Linked DNA regions of Mus musculus: regions 2 and 3 are each linked to region 1. A link is a contact called in public promoter capture Hi-C data. All regions are on one chromosome and are shown on one strand. Each heading gives the region's core, a stretch centred on a gene start, on an enhancer-like site or on the middle of the called end of the contact. The rest is flanking DNA. Distances are from core to core; before and after follow the strand shown. Region 1 holds the start of Foxn2 (forkhead box N2). Region 2 holds the start of 4833418N02Rik (RIKEN cDNA 4833418N02 gene). Region 3 holds the start of Socs5 (suppressor of cytokine signaling 5).

The links. Promoter capture Hi-C pulls out the DNA fragments that hold promoters and counts their contacts.
Region 2: a promoter capture Hi-C map of pre-B cells shows a contact between it and region 1, with 2.9 times the contacts expected there. The contact joins the promoter of 4833418N02Rik here to the promoter of Foxn2 in region 1. A contact is called at or near these places in 4 of 39 promoter capture datasets (the C10 cell line, liver, neutrophils and 1 more) and 1 of 115 datasets of contacts at active chromatin or transcription factors (microglia).
Region 3: a promoter capture Hi-C map of pre-B cells shows a contact between it and region 1, with 8 times the contacts expected there. The contact joins the promoter of Socs5 here to the promoter of Foxn2 in region 1. A contact is called at or near these places in 2 of 39 promoter capture datasets (liver and pre-B cells) and 1 of 115 datasets of contacts at active chromatin or transcription factors (pancreatic cancer cells).

Annotation. Positions count from the first base shown.
Region 1 is chr17:88,439,364-88,442,269 of GRCm38.p6, reverse strand. It overlaps Foxn2 (forkhead box N2), which reads right to left and starts at 1,566. Exons shown (of 6, transcript NM_180974.5): 1 at 1,386-1,566.
Region 2 is chr17:87,281,398-87,284,499 of GRCm38.p6, reverse strand. It overlaps 4833418N02Rik (RIKEN cDNA 4833418N02 gene), which reads left to right and starts at 1,686. Exons shown (of 5, transcript NR_015506.3): 1 at 1,686-2,326. It overlaps Ttc7 (tetratricopeptide repeat domain 7), which reads right to left and starts at 1,614. Exons shown (of 20, transcript NM_028639.3): 1 at 1,090-1,614. The coding sequence starts at 1,276.
Region 3 is chr17:87,106,151-87,109,080 of GRCm38.p6, reverse strand. It overlaps Socs5 (suppressor of cytokine signaling 5), which reads right to left and starts at 1,402. Exons shown (of 3, transcript NM_019654.2): 1 at 1,034-1,402. Gm30510 (a long non-coding RNA gene) reads left to right here and starts at 1,734. Exons shown (of 2, transcript XR_877091.1): 1 at 1,734-1,823.

The DNA of each region.
Region 1 (2,906 bases), core at 317-2,816:
TGCTGAAATTTTAAGATGAATCATCAAAGTTGCAGCGAATGGCAAAAATGGCAATAGACACCTTACCAGAATTGCAAAGGAAAGCCATTCTACGATTCAGGTGAAACAACTAGATGTGATCGGTTCGGCTTTTTCCACTTCCTCTTATTAGAGCGCAGAAGCCAAGACTATACCATTACAAAGCCCCTGCTGCGAGAGAAGCCTCAAGCTCTCTGGCCGCTAGAGCACTCTATTGCACTCAGCCGGCCACGTGGCTGTCACAATCAGAAGACAGGAGAAAAGAGCACCAACTAACCTGGAAATAATTAACCGCTCACAGCGGAGTTGCAAGTAGGGGAAAAAAAAAAAAAGTCTGTCATTTCTCTGCACTTATGACTCCTCCCACCGCCACCCAAAAGGTGGAAAAAGGAAAGCTTTAAAGCAGAAACCAAGTGCAAGAAGATCTCGAGAGCGCGGCTTCCCAATGAAATTGCTACCCCCAACTCGCGTGAGGTGCGGCGGTGGGAACCCAGGCATTTTGCCGGAGGGCAGCCGGGGGCGGAGTTTGCAGTGCAAGACCGAGCACCGAGCACGTGGACTCCCTGCCCCTAACCTCCCCGGCTCGGCTTCGGGCTGCCGGGCACTGCACGCCGGCCGGCACCCAAGCTCAAGGCCGCGGACCACCGCGCACCCTCCCGGCCCGAGCGCCGGGCCGGAGGGCAGAAGTAACCTCGGCCCCGAAGGAGATGGCGAACAGGAAGTGCACATGTTGCAACGCCGAAACAGTCCAAGTCCCACCCCCACCCCACCCCACCCCACCCCCGGCCCGGGCCAGCCAGGCTTGGGGGCGCCTCCGGCCGCGAGAACCGGGCTGGGGTCGCCACCCCACATCGGGGCCCCGCGCCCGAAGTTTACGCGAGTCCTCCTGGGCACTACTTCTCCGGGCCCAGCCATCCCGCCCGGGCCGGGCCGGGCCCCGGACTGGGACTCCACGCCGCGCGCGTCCCGCTCGGATGGGAGCCGGAGCGGCGACGTGGCTGGCGCGGGCTCCCCGGGACTCTTAGAGCAGCAACTCCCGGGGTCGCAGGTTTCCGCCTGGGCGTCCTCTGCCCTCTGTGGCTCCGACTGCGCGACGCCCCCTCCGGTACGGTCATTACCTCGGGAGAAAACTCCTAACTCCTCACTCCCGGGGACCCGTGCTCGCCTCGGTTCCACACCCCCGGGGCAGCCCACGCTCTGCCGGAGCCGCGCGCCGGGTACACCCCCGCGCAGGGGCGCCAATTCTTCCCGGGACACAAAAATGTCCCGGCGCGTCACGGGACAGCCGCCTCCGCGCCCCCACGCCCAGCGCCGGCCGCACACGCTGCCTCCGCGCCGCGCCGCGCCGCGCGACCCCGGGGACTCACCGTCACTCAGCCGCCGCGAACCAGAGGCGAGGGCCGGGCCGGGCCAGACACAATATGGCAGAGCACCGCAGCTGCTCCCGTGGCTCCCAGCAGCCGCCTCCGGGACACCCAGGCGCGAGCAGGCAGTGGCAGCTGCGGTGGCGGCCGCCGCAGCACCACATCCCCCCCCCCCCCACCCCTCCCGCCTGCTCGCTTCCTCCCCTCCTCCCCGCCCCGCTGCCATGACAACGCGGCGCCAAGGCGCTTGGCCCCGCCCCTCCTTCCGTCCCGCCTCCCGCAGCCCGCCCTTGCCTCGTCCCGCCTCCTACCAGGGCGGCGGCCGCCCCTCCGAGCTGTCGTCCTGCAGGCGGGTGGGGGGGAAGGTGGCGTCCGGAAGGGTGGAGCGGGCTCGGAAGGCAAAGCGAGGGGACGCTGAGGTTTACGGAGCTGGGCGTGCAGGCGGGAAAATGAAAAGCCCTCGCCTGTCGCCCGGAAGGACCTATGGGAGGGCGACCGAGGCGCGGCGCGGCTGCTGAGTGGACGAGCTGGCGCGGGACGCGCGAGTGTCCGCCCGCGACGCGTGTGCTGGGGCTGCCGCGACGGCCCGAACAGCCCCTTGGCTTTGAAAGTGTGGGGACCGGGAAGCTTTCTTGAGAACAACGCTACCTTCTTCTGACTGAAGTGCCGTGGAAACTCTATGCAGAGCAGATTTTAGAGGGGAAATGGGGCTTTGGAATCAGATCCAAATTTTACTAAAGATTTTCTGAGACTCTGTCTCCCAAATTAAAAACCAGTAATAAAAGGCAACACAGCAACAACAAAAATGTACAGAGCTCTCACTAATTGCTGTGTACAGTAATAAGGACTTAATATGCATTGTACACGTATTGCCTACACTGTATTGCGGGTACAGTGCTGCTAGATAAAACGGGAGTGGCCAGTTAATTCTGAATTGCAGACAAATGTAGAATAATTTTTAATGTTAAGGACATTCCCTTCGGGGTATACTTTCTGGTTGCTTCATGTTTTAGTGAATCTGCCAACTCTACAATTTCAGGAATTCCCTTTACATAGAAGGAAACTGAAGCCTAGAAGTAGCCTATCAAACTGCCCTTGGCAGTGAAGGTTTATGTATCAGTACTGGGTAGGGTGAGGCTGGAGGAGTGCCAAGATTTAGAGGTCACCCTGGCCTTCATAAGAAGTTTCTGTCTCAGCTGCGCGGTGGTGGCGCGCGCCTTTCATCCCAGCACTCGGGAGGCAGAGGCAGGCGGATTTCTGAGTTCGAGGCCAGCCTGGTCTACAGAGTGAGTTCCAGGACAGCCAGGGCTACACAGAGAAACCCTGCCTCAGAAAAAAAAAAAAAAAAAAAAAAAAAAAGAAGTCTGTCTCAAAAGGAAAGCAGGGTATAGTGCCTCATTCCTGTAATCCTGGAACTTGGAAGGAGGACATAGGAGACTCAAATGTTTAAGGCCATCTACATAGGGAGAGAGAGAGAGAGAGGACTATTCCATTGAATTTCTAAAAGAAAACTATAGTTTGAGT
Region 2 (3,102 bases), core at 437-2,936, 1.2 Mb after region 1:
CTTCTATTGTAGGGTCCGCTGCAACTCTGAAGCCTGCTGCCTTTCCTCTGAGCTCTACAATCTAAGCCATAACTGTCTACCATCCTGCCTCCTATCCACTCTAGTTGCTCTGCAAGGGTACTCATCTTTGAGAGAACACAGGACAAACGAAAAGGTGTACTCAGAATCCTGGGTTCAGATTTCACAACTTACTGGCTGATTGATGAAGCTATTTACCTATAAATACAGCAAATCCAGGAAACAGGAGTCGCTGGGAGGAGTGACGGCTAAAGTCCCGAGGTTGGTGTGGCACACAGTAAGCACTATATTGGATCAGGGTTATAATCACCCCATCGCTCCCACAGAGGTGTCCCGGGCTGGGTGGTTTTGGAAAACTCTTTATAGTCGGACTTATTCTCTGCCCACTTCGGAAAAGGTGGGTGTGCACACGCGGCGGGCTCTGAACCTCTCCCACCGCAGAGAGCAAGACACCCGAAACAGGATCTGGGTCTGAAGACTGGGCGGGGTTCTCCCTCTACCCCATCAGGGTGCTTTCCCGCCCCAGCACAAGAGCCCAGCCCAACTAAACCAGCCCTGCTGCAAAAGCCACAGGCTGCCAGGACTGGATGGGGCCAGTGTCCGCCACTGGCGAAGAAACTGAGGTTCGCCGGCCTCTTCTCTGACCAAACGCATCGGTCTAAGTCTGCTGTGGACAGAGCTTGGTCTCAACTTTATTTGAGGGGAAAATAAGAGAAGACACAGAGGAACAAATTTAACATGAGGGAGTTTCGACAGTTTAGGGAGGCAACGGTCCGGTCTAATGAATGCACTTCTCTGATACCTACAGAAACCTCCATTTCAGGGTAGGGTTACCCACGTGACCTTAAAAGGCAGAGAGCACAAACTTTTCTCTTTCTCTCTCTTCTCTTCAAACACCCAATCTGCAAAGCGATTTTTCTCTTGGGACAGACGACTTTCCTAACTGCCTCGGCAAGCCGGAGGGTAGCACCCAGCGCCGGCTCCGGGACGGGTCGGTTGAGTCGCGCTTCCTGGACGAGGCGGTGCTTTTCGCGCGCTCGCTCCGGGCGAATCTGCCCTTCCCTCACTCACCGGTGTCCAGAGTGGTGAACCTGCCGCTCGGGCTGTTTCGCCGGTTGCTACTGCCGCCGCCGGAAATGCCCAGCATCTGCAGATGCCGGGCCAGCTCGAACATGCGGTCCCACTGGCCCTCGGCGCGGCAGCGCTCCACCTCGCTCTCCACCTTCAGGTGGGTGCCGTGCGCGCCCTTCGCAGCCATCTTCGAGCAGGAGCTGTCATGGGAGGTGCGGCGGAGGAGTGGAGACCAGGCCGGGGGCGGCGTCCAGGCTGGGGAGCACTCTCCAGCAGGCTTGACGGGAGTGCAGACGGCATCCGGGGCCCGGGTGGCAGAGGGGGCCCGGGTAACGGCAAGGGGCCCGCAGCAGCAGCAGCAGCAGCGGCGGCGGCAGCGCCCACCGCACCGCCTGGAGCCTCTGGACTGGGGCTGCGGCTGCGCGACCCCAAGGCGTCCAGAAGCAGCCTCCGCCGCTGCTGCAGCAGCTCCTGACGCTGCTGTCTCCTCCTGTGCAGCAGCTGCTGCCACAGCTCCCGCCCCGTGCCCGGGCGTCTCCAACAGCGGAACCTCCCCGGGCCGCGGCTCCACCCCAAAGTGGGCGTGGCTATCCCCCGCCGGGCTAGGCGAGCCGACCGCCAGCGAGGCCACAGAAGCCAAGCGCGCACACGGCGATCTCGGGCCGCCCTCCGCCGGCTCCCCGCCGCTGACTGGGTGCTCACTTTAATGCTGCGGGGAGCCCGGGAGCCCGGGGGCGCCTCGCTCCCCGTTCCCTCCCCATCCCGTCAGGACTCTTGGCCTGGGGTCCTCCGCCCGGACCGCCCGGCTTTGTGTGGTGGCCCCGTCACCGCCACAGCCTGAGGCACGTCACAAATCCGAGGAGCGGCCGACAGGACAGTCCTGGTCCCGGGCTCTTGGCGGATCCGGGTCGGATGCAACGCGCCCGCCCGCAGGGCTGCGGATAGACCGGCCGGGGCAAGTCCCTAAGCTCTTCGGATGTCCCCAACTCGGAGAGGGTTTATGTTTGTTTTAACTGCCGGACTCCTCTTTCCATCGGAATGCCTACTCTGGGTTCTAAAAGAGGATCTCAGCTGATTTTCCACTTGCTGCTACTTTATTTTGGTGTCTAAAGGCTGATCAGAACTCCAGGGAGCGCCCGACTCCGCTCTGCTCCGCTCTAAGGCCAGCGGTGCCCAGAAGTTCAAAGGACTCTGGGCGGGGCTTGGAGGGCGGAGCCAGGACTACCCTGGCTAGAAGGCAAGTATCGTGACCCCACCCTCGGTGAAACTGGAGCTGTCAATCCTGCCTGGGAATTGAGGATGTAGCTAAAACCACAGCCAACACTGAAAAAAAAATCCCCAGGGCCTGTACTTAAGTCACTTGTTGTGAGGTCCATTCCGAAAACGTTCGAGAATGATTTCAGGCAAGCTTTTCAGTAGTTCGAAACTGACCGCTTTCTACTTCTCCGGGAGGTCCTTCCACTCCCTGCCCCTTGCTGCCGGGAAATTTACAGCTTCAAGTTTCAGTACAGAACTAAGGTTTTCGGGTCTATCAGAGCACAGGCTCCTGACGCCCATTACCAGGGCCGGTCCCTATCAAAACTTCAGCTCCTCCGTGTGATCGAAATGAAGCCCCCTTCCTCCCTGGAAGGCAAGATTCCCTGCCCCTGTGTGCAGAACCTGAGGTTCTGCAGAACTAGGTTTCACGGAGGCGGTGGGGCAGGGGGATGGGGTGGGGAGAGGGTTGGGGAAGGCAGAAAGAGTGAAAGACTGACTTGGGTATCCTGAGAATGCGTTTTCAATTTACCTAGTCAGAGTGTTAGTGGGAGATACCCCTGGGGCCAGAGGGAACAGCAGGATTGACAGAAAGGGGAAGGGTAGACTGATAGAAACAAAGAAACCCCATCTTTTCTTCCCATTCTTTTGTCAACCACGGTTGCAAATACTGGAGGACTGGCTGCAGAGAGCATTAGCTCTTGTCTGTTTGACTCTATCATCAGTTTGAGTGTGGGCACGGGAGGGCACAGAGTTCGT
Region 3 (2,930 bases), core at 153-2,652, 1.3 Mb after region 1:
TGTGTCTTCCTTCCGTTGCTAGGCCGATTTCAAAAAGGGACTATGAATCCGAGAGACTATTAAGATTAAAGTACGCATTTGACTAAATTCCCAACTGTTAGAACACTCGAGCTCATTTTAGCAGAGCCTTCTAACACCAGCATCTTTTTCATTTCATTCCTTAAAGAGAAACCATTTTTAAACTTCTATAGAACATGCAGTTCAATTTTACACGGCCCTGTAAAGAAACAGTTAAAAGCAAGCATGACTTAATCGTCTTCTAGGATAAATGTCAGTAAATCGTAATAGGACAGTCTAGCCTAGTGTTAACTTTGAAAGGAGCAGGCCTCCGGTGTAGATGAGAAGCTGCTGTAAGAATGTCAAGGTGTAGTTGGAAGAATGTCCAGGAGAACTGGTAACTGCCCAACCCCATCAAATATATACATACAATTTAAAATAAGGAATCACTGACGAAGTCCAGCAGCCAGCCACCTTTTGCTTGGAACACCAAAATAAAAAAATGCCAAAAGCTCGTGGCTGACCCCCATAGCCTTCAAAGTTGAGAACCAAACCAAGGGTATTCACGTTGTTCCTCAGCATCCTTCTGTCAATGCAACTCCCTCTCCACAAACTCACTCCGCTTCAGCTACTCGAATGCCCAAGTCCCAGCACCAAAGAACCATTTATTAAAAGCTCAAGGACTTGGAGCGGGGTCTTCCTTGCGGCCGCCTCCGCATCCTGTAATAACCACCCCAGGTTAAACCCCCCAGAGATGCTCCAGTCTTTTCCCGCATCCACGCTCCCCGGTCCTTCCTTCACGTCCCGGTAGACCTTTTATCGTCGCCCTTGAGGACCCTCAGGTCGGAGCTATGGAGCTCTTAGGTGACCTGCCTGGACCCCCTCTACCCTTGGCAGTGGGCACCGACGACCTCCCCCACCCAGTCTCGACCCACCACGACCCCGATGACGAATGCCCTCCTATCGGCCCCAGACGACCCCTTCTTCCCCTTAGGTGTCCCGACTCCCACCGAAAAGCAATTCCTCCGAGACGTACCGAGAGCCTACTGCGAGTAAGCTCCCACTACGCGCGGCGGCACCGTGCGCAGGGGCTCAACGCCCCGGCTTGTCTTCCTCTTCCCGGCGGATCCATCCCGGCCCGAGGGCCGTGCCGCCTGCGCCGAGGTGCGGAGGCGCCCACCGGAGGAGGACTGCGCCGGGGGAAAACGGGGACCCGGGCAAGGAGAGGCGGCCGCTTGAGGGCAGGCGCCGGGCGACCGCGGGGGACACTCAGCGGCCGGGACACGCGCGGCGGCCTCATCCAGGGCACCTGCGGCCAGGCAAGGATGGGCCGGGGCAGCGCAGTCAGCGACAGGGCGAGCGCGACCGCCCGCGCGTCCCGTCCTCCGCTCCTGCCGGGCCGGCGGCGCAGCCTCGCTTCCTCCGGACGGAGCCCGGGGACCCCAGCTCGGCCGGATGCCCCCGCCAGCCCCCACCCCTTCCCGGCCGCCTCCCCCTCGTCACCCTCTCCCCTCCCCCCGCCCCCCCAGCCCCCCACCGGAATGGAAAATACCTCCCGGGGTGGGGGGCGGGCTGGGCCACGCCTCTCTGAAGGGCAGCCTACCGTGACCAATGGCAGGCGGGGCTCCAGGTGGGCGGGACTCCCGGCGGCCAATCCAGAGGCGGGTAGGTGAAGGCCGGAGGAGGGAGGCTGGGAGCTAAAGAGGGGAGGCCGGCGAGTTAAGGAGGTCCGGCCGCGCTGGTGCGTGCTGTGCGCGGCTGCCATTTTGGAGTCGGGCAGCTGAGACAAGCGGCCGGGTTCGGCCGAAGAGGGAGGAGCCAGTCAGGTGGGAGAGAGGCTGACACGTGGGCGGGGTGGGCGGGGCCAAGCGGGCTCGGACTGGAGGGGAGGGGGAGAGGCCCGGGAGGCTAGGAGGCTGGAGAGGGTCACGTGGCCGTGGAACGGGCTAGGGGTGGGCGCTCGGGTGGAAGGTCAACCCGAGGTGCGGGTGGGGAGTAGCTTTGTTCCTTTGGGCTCCGTTAGGGAGACCAAGGGGAAAATGCTGAATGGAGGTTGCGAGTGCCGGGTAGGAAAAAAATGTGAATGAGTCTCCCTAGCTCCCTTCAGCATGGAGCCATCCGAGTCACTGAATTCCAATATTCAACGGGAAACCGGGCACCTCATTGAATTCAACTCTTCCTATCCAGGCTCTCAGCTGCCACGAAGATGAGTCATACACGAGGGGAGGGGTGTTGTCGCTTCCTCTCTTTGCTTGCATTTTATGTGGATCGCCCCGGCCGTGGAAATGACAGCAAGGACAGAGAAGTGAATGGGGGGTTGTGATACCCGCGAGACTCCTCAGCTGCCCCTTTAGAACCGTGGTTACCACCGCTTCTTGGCCTTTTGGCTAAGATCAAGTGTAGAACCGTGGTTACCACTCGTAAGCTAACTGGCCACTTCTTAGACATACTACTTTCCGGTGCTCAGACAAAAAGACTTGTTTACTTCATGATTCAAATACAGTAGTCTGTTCCCCCTGCGTATCTCCCCAAAGTGGTCCTTCTATCAGCGGCATACACATAGGGTCACACACACCTTAGTCCGGTTTGTTTGAAACAGTCTCACTGTATAGCCTAGCATGATTTGGAACGCAATATGTAGCCCAAGCTGTCTTCTAGGTAATGGTGCTCCTACTTCAACCTGCTGAATATTGAGATTTTTGACCACCTTTAGTCTTTAATGCTTTGCAGTGGGACCGGCAGACTACCTTTTTCTTGAAGGCTTTTCTTAGACTCTTTTCAGCCCCACCCTACCTTTCTTAACATTGTACACCCTCAGATTGCTTTCTCAGTTATTTTTCAACTGTCTGTTCTCTTTGACTCCTTGAGAGTAGCAGGTTCTGGCCCTCAGCCCTCTTATTTGGAAGGCACACAGTGCACAGGAGATGATCTAG